Regions from separate parts of the Mus musculus genome. Here region 1 is linked to region 2. Evidence: chromatin contacts called from public promoter capture Hi-C data. All regions are on one chromosome and are shown on one strand. Each heading gives the region's core, a stretch centred on a gene start, on an enhancer-like site or on the middle of the called end of the contact. The rest is flanking DNA. Distances are from core to core; before and after follow the strand shown. Region 1 has its middle 30 kb from the start of Gm34596. Region 2 overlaps Aff3 (AF4/FMR2 family, member 3).

Region 1 (5,707 bases), core at 2,973-5,472, 220 kb before region 2:
TGCTCATTTGCTGGACCTGCTGGTTCAAATCCCTTCTCTAGCAGGATGGATTTGGATAAGCTGCTATGTCTCCACATCCTGGGTCCTTCATCTGAAAACTGGACGTGATAATGGCCTCTATCTCTGAATTAAGAGCTGAATGTATTACTACATATAAAGCACATAAGAGAGTGCCTGGAACAGTAGAGGGGCTTGGTGAGGACGGGCTGCCCATCATTGGTGCCACTGCTATCTTTCATGCAATTGAGCTATCAGACTTGAAGAGAAATGTCAAAAGGTTGGAAAGGTGAATGGATAGCAGTTGGGGCAGGCTTAGAGGAGACATTTCAGTTAGAGCTGACAGTTCTGACCCTCAGAATGCTGGAGAACAACAGGCAGAGAGAAAAGAGCTCTGGACATCCCTGTTCATGAGTCCCACTCATGGGAGGGACATCATGGAAATACTATGTCTGGTTATATGTATTCACACATCTCCTCTTCACCCATGTGCACAGCAGCCTAGGGAATCGATACCTGCAATTCTCTCATCTAGCTGATAGCCCAGAGTGTACTCGGAGTCTCCCACTTGCCAGTAATTGTATGTGGGGAATTCCATTTGACCCTGTCCAGAGCCATGTCCTCAGCCCTCACACGTTATCTCTAGGATGCAGACCATTCACCAAAAGTGAGCAATGAGGAAGCCAAGTCCAAAACAACTTCAAATCAGTTCAAAGTTACAGTGAGAGCTAGGGGGACAGTAGGGGGCTGGTGCCAGACTTCAGCTTACAGATTCTTCAATCTACACCATTGTTCTGATCAAGGACTCCCAGGCTGACATCCTGCTTGCTAAGACTGACAGCAGAGGTCCCCACAATGAATCACTTTTACTTTCCACACTTTCTTTATTTGTCAAGAGTGTTCAGTAACCTTTTGCATAGAGCACACATGGCTTTATAGGGACTCAGTGTGGCTAGGCAGATAAAATAGTGTTCTATTATTTCAGATTCACCCAAGAATACATTTGGATGGTACTCTGAGTAAAGACAGACTGAAAGAAAAGTGTGGCTAGTGAGGTCAGTTCTGTTTTGCTTTAATTAGTGTGTGTGTGTGTGTGTGTGTTTCTGCTCGTGAGAGTGCACATCCATGTGCCTGTATATGTATGTGGTGGTCAAAGGTCACTATCAGGAGTCCTTCTCAGTAATTCCCCACCCTACCCACCCCTACCCCGTATTTCTGAGGCAGGGTCTCTCAGTGCCCTGAATGTGTTGATTTGGCTAAGCCACCTGGGCAGAGAGCTCCAGAGATTCACTTCTCTGCATCTTTCCAGATTCATAGACTTGACACCAAGCCCAGCTTTTGCATAGGTGCTGGGGACCTGAACTCAAGACCCTTGCACGGCAGAACTTTACTCAGTCACCCATCCCCTGATGTTGGCTCTTAATGACATACTATAAAGTGTGGCATTGCTTATTCTTTCAAATGGCTCTGGTAATAATGGTTCATGATTTGCCAAACCATTGCCATACATAAACTTTTATTTCTGAAATTCAGATATTATAAGTCAAATAGCATTGTTCTAAAGATCTCTTACTAAAAATGTCCTACCTCCTCTCTGAATTTGAGTAAATCTGATAAGGGAAGGATGTTATATTACGTTCTGTGGCCCCAGTCTATTTAACTTTCTTATTTATTTAACTGTTAATGAGTTGATTTTTCAAGGTTTTAAAACATAACTTGGACATTTTACCCAAAGCCTTGTCTCTTCCCTAGATAACTGTCAAAATACATGAACTTTCTAAAATGAAACAACACCATTTTCTCAGGATTAAAATATAAGCAGGTGTTTGTGCACAAATACAAACCTATTAAAAGCATCTTTCACAAATACTCCGCTTTAGAGCTTTTATCTGTGCTAAAATGGGGGTTATAATGAATACGAGGCAACCCAACTCTTGCAATAACTAATAAACATGACAATTTGATTTATTGCTGCTCCTCGGCTCCAGCCTGTTGACAGACTTTTCTTTATGGAAAAATTACTATGGTTTAAATCTCTATCATATGGTACTTAATTCAATCAACAATATGTTACCAATTAGATCCTGCTTAAACTTCCCTCAGCCAGCAGACCACGGACCATGTTAAGTTGGATGACAATCAGAGAACTGGTAAATGTTTTGTGGCAGCCTACCCTGGGACAAGGAGAGATGCAGACGCAATGGTCAACAAAGAGAGAAAGGGCAGAGATAAACATTTGTTTTCCTACCTTGAGAACTGATACAAGTTTGAATCCTTCTAAAAAGCAAACAGGTTTGTTTGTGTTGGTAGGGGTGCACAATTGATACTTCGTTATTGTTCCTACATCCACTGGCAACATTTGAGGATACATTTGCAAACTGAAAGGCTCTCTGCCACCCCCTAAACCCTCCCCCATCCTCCCTCCAGTGGACCTGCCTTTGTGTGTTTTAGAAATTCCCCCTTCCCCTGGGTGGATGTTGGCCACAGTAACTGAGAGATTTTTCAGAGGTAGGAAGGGCCACTTTGCCTTGTATTCCCCGTGGACTCTGTGTGTATTGGACAGACAGTGCTGAGCAGAAAGATACTCTGCTGAACCGAGGGAGTCAATCAAATTTAACACAGAGCAGTGAGCTGGAGAGAGGAAGCAGCAGTTAGGACCATTTGGGGCTTTTTCAAAGGACGCAGCTTTGGTTCCCAGTACCTACCACATCAGGTGGCTTACAACACCTGTAACTCCAGTTTCAGAGGGTTTGTCACATTTTTAAGCATGGCATTTCCGTATACATGCCCCTACACACACATGCCTCACATAGAAATAAAAATTTTTTAAGACATTAGACAAAATAGACCAGGAATCTCAAGGAGTTTTCATGGTCAGGTAGTGAGAACAGCTAGAGAGGACAACATGACAGCTGTCTGAGTCATGTGAAGTGACCACTACTGTAACGGGTATGACTTATCTGCTCCCCCACTGGGGCGCCACTTGTTTAAACATTCATAAAGAGGAGGGAGAAGGTAGCCAGACATCTTTAGGCTTGATGGCTGCCTTTTGGGAGGTAAGATCAGACCCCGTTGAATTTCAGATCTTACCTAAGCTCCATACCATAAAACTTCCTCAGAAGGAAGACTGAGGGACCAGGAAGGCTGAAGGCTGGGGCTGACAGTACAAGTCATAAGCATTTTGTATCTACTCTTGACACAACAACCTCTGAGTGGACACTGACTTGTTACAAATGGGTGATTTGGCTCATGGTTGAGGTGCAGGGGAGAGAAAAGAGAGATTTATCCTGGGCACTTTGTTTCTACAGCTAGAGTAGAGAGCAAGGCCTGGGAGTTTCTTTAAGGCCAATCATATTGAAATTCCCTCTAAATTATACTAACGGGAACTGCTTCCCTTCCCTCTACTCTGCAGGGGGCATTTTAATGGAAATTTTCTAAGTCCCCCCAGCCACCCTGGGTTGGGGGTGAGATGAACACTTCTTTCACATATGGAGAATGAAAGTCATAGGGAGTTAAATGGCCTTCCCAATATAGAGATAGATGTGAGGCTCAAGCCTGGCTTGCTCAACTCTACAATCTTCCACACCAACCTTGGGAGAGACTAGACTCTAGTCTGCACATGTGTGGGGACCATCTAAATAAAATTCCTCTGTTCCTTGGCAGTGTGAATGTATATATGAGTGTGTACATTTGTACATCACGTATATTGTGTAAGTGTATGTATGTATTCAAATGTATAATTGTGTGTGTGTGTTGCAAGGGTGCATATGTTTGAATGTGTAAGTGTGTGTATGTTACAAAGGTGCATATGTGCGAATGTGTGTGTGTGTGTTGCAAAAGTGCATATATGCGAATGAGGGTGCGTGTATGTGTGTGTATTGCAAGGGTGCATATGTGCGAATGTGTGAGTATTTATTAATGTATGTGCTTGTGCATGTGTGCTCTCCAGACATACATAACCAGGATGAAAGCTGAAAGTTGGGGGGTGGGGGGGTTTCAGAAGAAAAACAGCCCAGATGTTACAACTTTGCCTGGGCTGTCCTTGTTTTTGAATACCGTGACAATATTTTCTGAAGCAAAGATCAAAGGGACATATGGTCTGACTCATGGGTTAACAAAGGAAAAAGTATTTGAAATTGGGAGTCTCTGGGACATGTTCAGATGTGTGGCTACAGCAGCTCTCAGAGCACCTGGAAATCATGGCCTCTTTGGGAAGCCCCATGAAATGCTGCTATTACTGCCCATCCTCCTCGATAGCTTGCTTCACGAGTCTGTGGGTTGAGACCGTGTGCTGTGCAAGTAGCAAAGGTACTGAAAACTGTTTGCCCTGCGTGTAAAGCTTTAGAAATCATGAGAGAATGCTTTCTATGCAAATGGACTTCTTACAGCTAAAACAGAAAGAACATACAAAGGAGGACTGTATTTATAAAAGGCACTAAAATTTAAATACTTAGAAGAACTAAGTACCAGGAAACAGGCCTGAAGGGGGAAAAATTCTGCAGAATCAGCTAGGGATTTCATATGAATGACTCAGCACTTACTAAGCAAATTTATATATAAAAATAAAGTGAGGGTCATCTAATCTCAATGATTAGAGCACAGGCTGCTCTTTCAGAGGATGTGGGTTCAATTCCCACCATCTACCTGGAAGCCCCCAATCATCTGTAATTCTAGACACAGGGACTCTAACACCCTCTTCTAGCTTACAAACACACCAGGCACACATGTGGTGCACAGACATACATGCAAGCAAAACACCCATGCATGTAAAGAAATAATTTAAATACATATGTGGTAAAAGGTTAAATTAAATTTAAATCCCCATCTATTTAAGGAGGGAAGGGACTTCACAGGATTGCAATGAAAACTCCTGATGAATGTTAGAGACTTGCCTAGCTGTATTTGGAAAAGGAAGAAAAGCAGGGTGCAGTATTTGCCTTGTCAAAGACAAAACTCAAGTGGTCATGTAGTCCCAGGTGATAAACATATCTCTGGAAGAGAGAAACACATTGGTGCTCGCCCACGCACATGAAAGTTTAGTCCATGAGAAAGGACTCTTTTTGAGTCAGCCAGAGCAAGACAGGGGCAGGAGATCAAGCCTGGCGGATCCTCATGAGACTTGATTCTTTCGCCCACATGGCACAGATAATCTGCATCTCAGACGCCTTGTCTTGGCTCTCCAGAACGTCGTTTTCTTGGTTCGTTCCTCGGCTCCAGCACTTCCATATCTCTCAGTGATGGAGATCCTCTGACCACTCTACTCCATAGACCCTGCATTCACTCCCCAGCTGACCCCATCTCCATATGACCTGTAAAGCCCTGCAGCCTCCATCTCTCTCCTGACATGAATGCGCTGTCCTGCTGCACGTAGCCTCACCGTTGAGTGTGCTTTCTGCTTCATGATCTTAACATCATTTCCCTAACAACACCCCGGCTTCTCCTGCAGTTTCATGACATCTCCATAAAAGCTCCATTCTCATCCATCAGGCCAGCAACTCGGAGCTGTCCTCCTCTCCCGCTACTTTCCTTCTGTGTCCTCATGTGATCTGATTGGCCAGCACATCCCATCCACAGGTGCCTTGATCTGTGTCCACATTCAAATCGGTTTTCACTCTCCCTGCCTCTACTTCCTGTATTCAAGACCAGAAGTCAAAATCCAGCCTGTTCTTCAAACTCAGCTCCCACTTTACCCACTCCTCCTCTCCCACTC
Region 2 (6,008 bases), core at 3,509-6,008:
AAGGCTGAGATTTATTCTGAGCCAGAGGATTTTAAGTTCAGCTGGGGGACTAATGAGGCGTGGATTTTGTTTTGTGGAGTTCCTGTCAGTCATTGAACAGGGGGTCTATTCACCCCGAGTCTCAGAGCTGGTTAAAAGCCCTACACCTTCTAACACTGAGAGCCTTCCTAGCTGGTAACGTCCTCAGAAAACCTATAGGGGTGGCTTACTTCTTTTACACTTGAAAGGTTCCATGTGTGAGATTTCTGTGTTTTGTGAAGACGTCACATTAGTGCAAATTTCTATTAATTATTAACACATTGCAAAAGTTAAAAATTCACATTTTTCACAGGAGGGTAATTTTTCCTTTCCTGATCCATATATTATTTTGTTTTGTTTTCTCTGCTTGGAGTTAAATATAAAACAGTTTATTGATAGCCGCTGAGTCTCTTCCCAGACTCCAGAAAAGACTTCCTGGCCCCTTTGAGATCTGTCTGTTGCTGTCCATCTCTCCCTCCTAGTTTAATTGCTTACAGAGTGAAACCTTGCTCTATTTTATCAAAAGTAGCACCATGTCATTGCTTATAGTACCCCCTGACTTGTGCTATGTCCCCTTGTCACCCACATACCTCAGAGGCTCCATCGCCCTGACAGTAGCTTTTCCATCAGTAATCAGAGTAGTTCTTGCACCAGAATCTAATTAATGTGCCTATCAAATTGCCTATTTAGGAATCAACTGGGAGAGAGGAAGTGGCCACGCCCAGGCTGGCAGTGCTGGTCTTCATGTGTCGGATTCTCAGGGCTTCAGCTCCATTGTATTAAAAAGCATCTTCTCTATTACCCATTGCTAAGTAAATATCTTAGGACAGGATGTCCGGAGGGATGTACAGACTTTCTGTGGATCCCCTTCGGCCAGACACATCCGTTCATAAGCAGAGGGAGGCCATGCTTCTAGAGTAGACTGCCAGGGGTTGCTACCACAGGGGATGGATGCCTTCCCAAGGCATGGGCCAGACTGTCTTTGGGGGCTTATTCAACCAGAGCCTGTGCTGACTCTGCTCCTGGCAGGAAGTCAGGCATCCATGCAGTGGTGCTCAGTAGGTGGCTTCTGTCACAGCTGGATGCTCTCAGCCTTCCCTTGGGGAGATTGCCCCCTCATTTTGACCTCATAAAAATATAGTGTCTTTAGAATGCCTATCATTGCTTAACGATAATTCATTTTGCAGAATGGGATTTCCAAGGCCCCATTGCCCAGATTAATGGCTGTTCCCTGGACATCAGGAAAACCTCAACAGCACAATTATTTGTCTCTTCATTTTATATACATTCACCCACACAGAGGATGAGCTAGAGAGAGAGAGGGAGAGAGAGAGAGAGAGAGATATGGGTGAGCTAGGCTCTCACATAAGCAGGGACAGCAAGAGATTGGAAAAAAAAAGATTTATAGGCTGTAGCAAGAGAGGGTAAAGGAGGGGAGGCGGATGAAGACCAATCATGCTGAAATGAGACTTGACTTGCTGCTCTTTTTCTTTCCCAGTCTCATTTTGCTGGGTGCCCCTCCCCAGCATAGCTGTTCAGTCACTCCTGTGTGTGCTCATGCATAAATTCAGGTCAAGTAGAAAACCCCGACTTCTCTCTTCATCATAGGAACGGGTAATGTTCTTATCGATACGTAACGAGGAATCGCAACTAATTTGGCTCGTGACCTTATTCTTTTATCATTAATGGTGGAAATGGTATTTGCTTAGCCATTAATACATTCGGTTCAGTAAACTAAAGCTGTTTGAAATTTCCACTAATCCTTTCCCATTGAGGATTTCCTTTGGACCAAATCACTTGCGAGTAAAACTAAAAAGTAAATGCATGCCCAGGTTTCTAAGATTTTCTGGGATCAAACATAATTTACAGGGCACAGCATTTTAAAATGAGATTTCTTTTTCTCCTTTATGTTCGCTAGCTGGTCCCAGAGTACTGGAGCATGAATGAACTGTTTACTGAAAATATAAATTGCATGAACTTACCCCATGAAGTGTTCAAGTACTAAGGGCTTTTTTTTTTCAATGAAAGAAAATTGAACCAGTACACTAGGAGAAAATAAAAGTAGAAAACTGTTATAACACCTAGCTCTTTTCCTTTTTTTTCTGAAAAGATGCTTTTCGAATGAATCTGTCTCTGCTGTTTAATTTACAGCTTGAGGGCTCATTAGGATGATAAATGGCATGGTTGGAGAATGAAACATACTTTCTGAACAAAAGACAATGTCGGTAGCCTAATAACATTTTATGCTAGCACTTATATCAGTCAGAAGTAGATGCTATTTATCCCTGTGATTATTTAAAAATCATTTTTATTGTCCTTTGTGCTGTGTCCTCTTGCAGGGATTTTAATTCAGAGTTTGACACCTACTTATTAACTTCGACGAAGTGTTGAGTGCAAAGGCCGATACTTTATAAAGAATTCTAAGCAGCCGTGTTTATATAGCCTGCAGCTGTACACAAATTAGCTCAGTTTGGATCTGTTTCGATCAGAAATAGAAATCGTGTCGGGATAGCAAGTCACCTCTGTTTCTTTGGCGAAGCATGTGCTCTCTGCTGTCTGCCTCCATCTGAAGCAGCGGGACTTGCAGAGTAGACAGAAGGGGAGTTTTCCTAATGGTAAAGGAGCCCTTATGCATAAATACATCACTTCCATTTCCCTTGCTTTCTCCAACTGCTTGTCCCAAACAGCACTCTGTCATCTGTCACCACACACTCACGCCCGTCCTTTCTTCCCTCAGCCCCTCTCCAGGCCCACATTTCCACTCCCACACCCTCACTCTCCATCCAGATTGCTTCTTCCCTAAGCCATCTGTCTCCCTGGCTGCATATTTTCCCAGCTACTATGTGGGCTTAATTTTTTTCCAGGGTGGGTAGCACCCTTTTGAAATTGAGTGGGAGGCCTATATATGTGTGAAGAAGTGAAGACCAGGGATCCTGGGATGAGGGATTCTCCTGGCTGCTTTGCAAAACAGCTAGCACATGTGTGTGTGCATGTATGTGTGTGTGTGCTTATGTGTGCATGTGCATGTGTGTGAGAGTATATGTGCATTTATGTGTGTGTGCTTGCATGTGTGTGTGTGTGTGTGTGTCTGTGCATGTGTATGCATGTATGCGTATGCATGTATGTACATGCATGTGTGTTTGCATGTATGTATGCATGCATGTGTGTTTGCATGTGTGTCTCTCTGCTTGTGTATATATGTATGCATATATGTAAATGCATGTGTGTGCTCAAGCATGTGTGTATGTATTTGTGTGCATGCATGTGTGTGTGCAAGTGTATGTGCATGTATGTGTACATATGTGTGTGTTTATGTGTACATGCATACTCGTGCTTGCTCACAGTGTCATTCCACCTTTTGTGTGGCCATATTTCCAGCCTCTGTTTCCTCCCCCCTCAAGATGCCAATGCATGTCACTTGTGACTCATCCTTGAGGTTTTCTGAAAGGCCAAGTGTCTGTCTGGCCCTCCTAAGAGGAAAAACAGCTCTAGCACTGGCTCAGAGAACTGGGTGAGTCACACCCCTGGGAGATGTCTTGTCATCTCCCAGGGTTCAGCAGGCACTCTTAGGCGTGAGGCACAAAAGTGGGAACGGGAAATGTGTTCTCTTAGTCGAGTGCACACATGTCTTTCCACACTCACACACTCCTGCAGTCTTGGGTTTTGTTTGTTTGCTTTGTATTTCTTTTATATAAAGCTGCAGAGAAAAAAAACAACAACAAAAACTCACCACCCACAAAACATAAGAGACAAATTCTTGGAAAGCAAAATTCTTGTTGCTACTCTTTTAAACTCTCTTTAAATGGTATTTGCAGCTAATATTTTCTGCAGAAATTCTTCAGAGGCTTGAATTTTGTTCCTACTGGTCTGGCATCACAGCAAATGAAAGAATATCCAAACACCTTCTCATTTTCTCTGTCATTTTAGATAGTACTCATATTCATACATAATGACTTTTATATCTTAATAAAAGTTGCAGCAATAATTAAGAATACCTTTTAAAAAGGGCACATAGAGCCACCTGATTGTTCCAATGGACATTATCATAAAACTCAAGAGAGAGCTCATGGCGTTAAGACAAGGCCTTCTAATCCCCAGAGAATTGGGCATGGCCTAAGGAGTTATGTGACCATGAGAGATGCTAACCAATGTCTTTTGCTTCCTTTGACAAAACATGAGCACAGAAAGATCAGTTGTTCGTGTCCAGCTGACCTAAATTAACCTCTCCAAAAGGTCAGAATTCCTTGACAAAGCACCCTTGACCTGTCGTCTACCAACAAGGTAACAGAGATTACATGTTAGTGGTCTGTTCCACCTAAAGGGATTGGTGGTGGAGGGAGGCTGTCACACATGTTGCAGATTGTGCATAGTACTTCCTTAGTGTTATTAATACTGTTGTGATGCTCATTCACGGATGCACTAAGAAGCTGAGGAGCATGGCCCAGAACATAGAAACAAGATCCTGTCCACAGTGTGGATTTAAATAAACTGGAAGATGGATGGCGGAGACCTAACAGTTCAGGGAAAGGAAATGATTTCAAGAGAGGAATTCCACGAATCTGCAGAACTCATTATGGGCCTCGGAGGAACATCACAGACCCTTTTCAAAAGCATAAATAATAGGCACCTTTGTTAAAGAATCCAGTCTGGAAAACAGTTTGAGAGCCTCGTGCTTTGTGTCTCTGTCACCACGGCCAGGTCTGGAATTGTTTTCAACCCTGTAAGTTAGCACTTCATTTCTTCTCCCCGGCAGAGTCCTGGGCTGCCCCTGAGCACACGCGTTAGGACACATAAAGACAGCCTGGCAGGCCTCTGAAGTGACCTAATTTTGCAGCCTTTGGGCTGTCCAAGTTTTCTTTTCTTCTGTCTACATTTAATCCAGACAGCTGTGCACCACATAATGGTGTTTTGTTTGGAAAGGGGCATTTGAATCCGAGATGATCCCCTGAGCGTCTATAAAGCTGGAAAGGTCCTATCGCTAAGTGGAAGCACTGTGGCTGTCCTAACGTCCTGGGACAGGGCACTGGTCCCATGATTCTGATGATGCTGTACCTACTGACCTGTGGTTCTAGGACAGTAGGACAGTGGTAGTTATGTCTGGTGTGTGTACATTGATCATGATGTACATAGCTGTGTTACAACTATACATACTTGCTCTGCCCTTTAATCATCAGCTTGACTGTACTCCTGGAAACACTACAGAGAAGTGTACTCTGGCAGCTGCTGTAGTCTCCGTGTTTGGGGGTTACCTGCCTCTTGGTTACATCTGGTGCCATGGGGATGGAGTTTGCTGTGTTGCCATTCCTTGAGCACCCCATGACGGTTACACACTGATGATATTGCCTGGCACATCTCTAGGTTTTGCTGTCATTCTGTTTAAAGTTATTCTCTATTCCAGGTCTATAGGGGGTTAGGGTTAAAGTCTTCATAGTTTATTACCGTAGTGTTCTAAGTTAGGAACCCTAAAGTAGATTTGTTTGCAAGCTTTGTCTCTGTCTACTCACAGCCTTTGTCTCTCTCAGGAGGCATCACGTGTTCACACAGGAGTTTAATGATGGTTCACTCAGGTAACTGATGGTTTGGCCTGGTCCTAAATTTTAATTTTTTTTTATTTTATTAAATTTTAGAGTCCTCTCCCCAGAAATCGGGATAACTATAAACAATACAAATAATACCTATAGGCAGAACATCAGAAAACATGTTTTTTTTTGTTTTGTTTTTGTTTTTGCTAAAGTCTGTAATGCTTGTTACAAAGCAGCATATTTGAGATATCGTGAGATACTGAATGACTTTAGGAGAAACTACATTCAACAATCCATCATGAGAGAATTAAAACGCTTCTTTGTATTCCATTAAGTAAATAATCATAGAGCAGAATTTTCCCCTAACTCAAGTTGTTTTTGTAAATCTAACTAAATGTAATTGCAGACAGAGAACACTCCATTTTAAGAACAACTTCATGTTAAAGTCCTAACTTAGTCCTTTGAAAT

Evidence for each region. Promoter capture Hi-C pulls out the DNA fragments that hold promoters and counts their contacts.
Region 1: a contact with region 2 is called in a promoter capture Hi-C map of cranial neural crest. The contact joins two enhancer-like sites. A contact is called at or near these places in 2 of 39 promoter capture datasets (the C10 cell line and cranial neural crest), 1 of 115 datasets of contacts at active chromatin or transcription factors (the 230-238 cell line) and 1 of 9 other capture datasets (liver).

What each region holds. Positions count from the first base shown.
Region 1 is chr1:38,657,921-38,663,627 of GRCm38.p6, reverse strand. No RefSeq gene overlaps it. Among named protein-coding and RNA genes, the nearest start is that of Gm34596, 30 kb to the right of the region's middle. Within about 2 kb of position 4,222, at least 29 of the 459 cell types and tissues checked have an H3K27ac peak or open chromatin away from gene starts, as enhancers often do.
Region 2 is chr1:38,435,386-38,441,393 of GRCm38.p6, reverse strand. All of the region lies in intron 4 of Aff3 (AF4/FMR2 family, member 3), which reads left to right. Among named protein-coding and RNA genes, the nearest start is that of Aff3, 190 kb to the left of the region's middle. Within about 2 kb of position 4,758, at least 63 of the 459 cell types and tissues checked have an H3K27ac peak or open chromatin away from gene starts, as enhancers often do.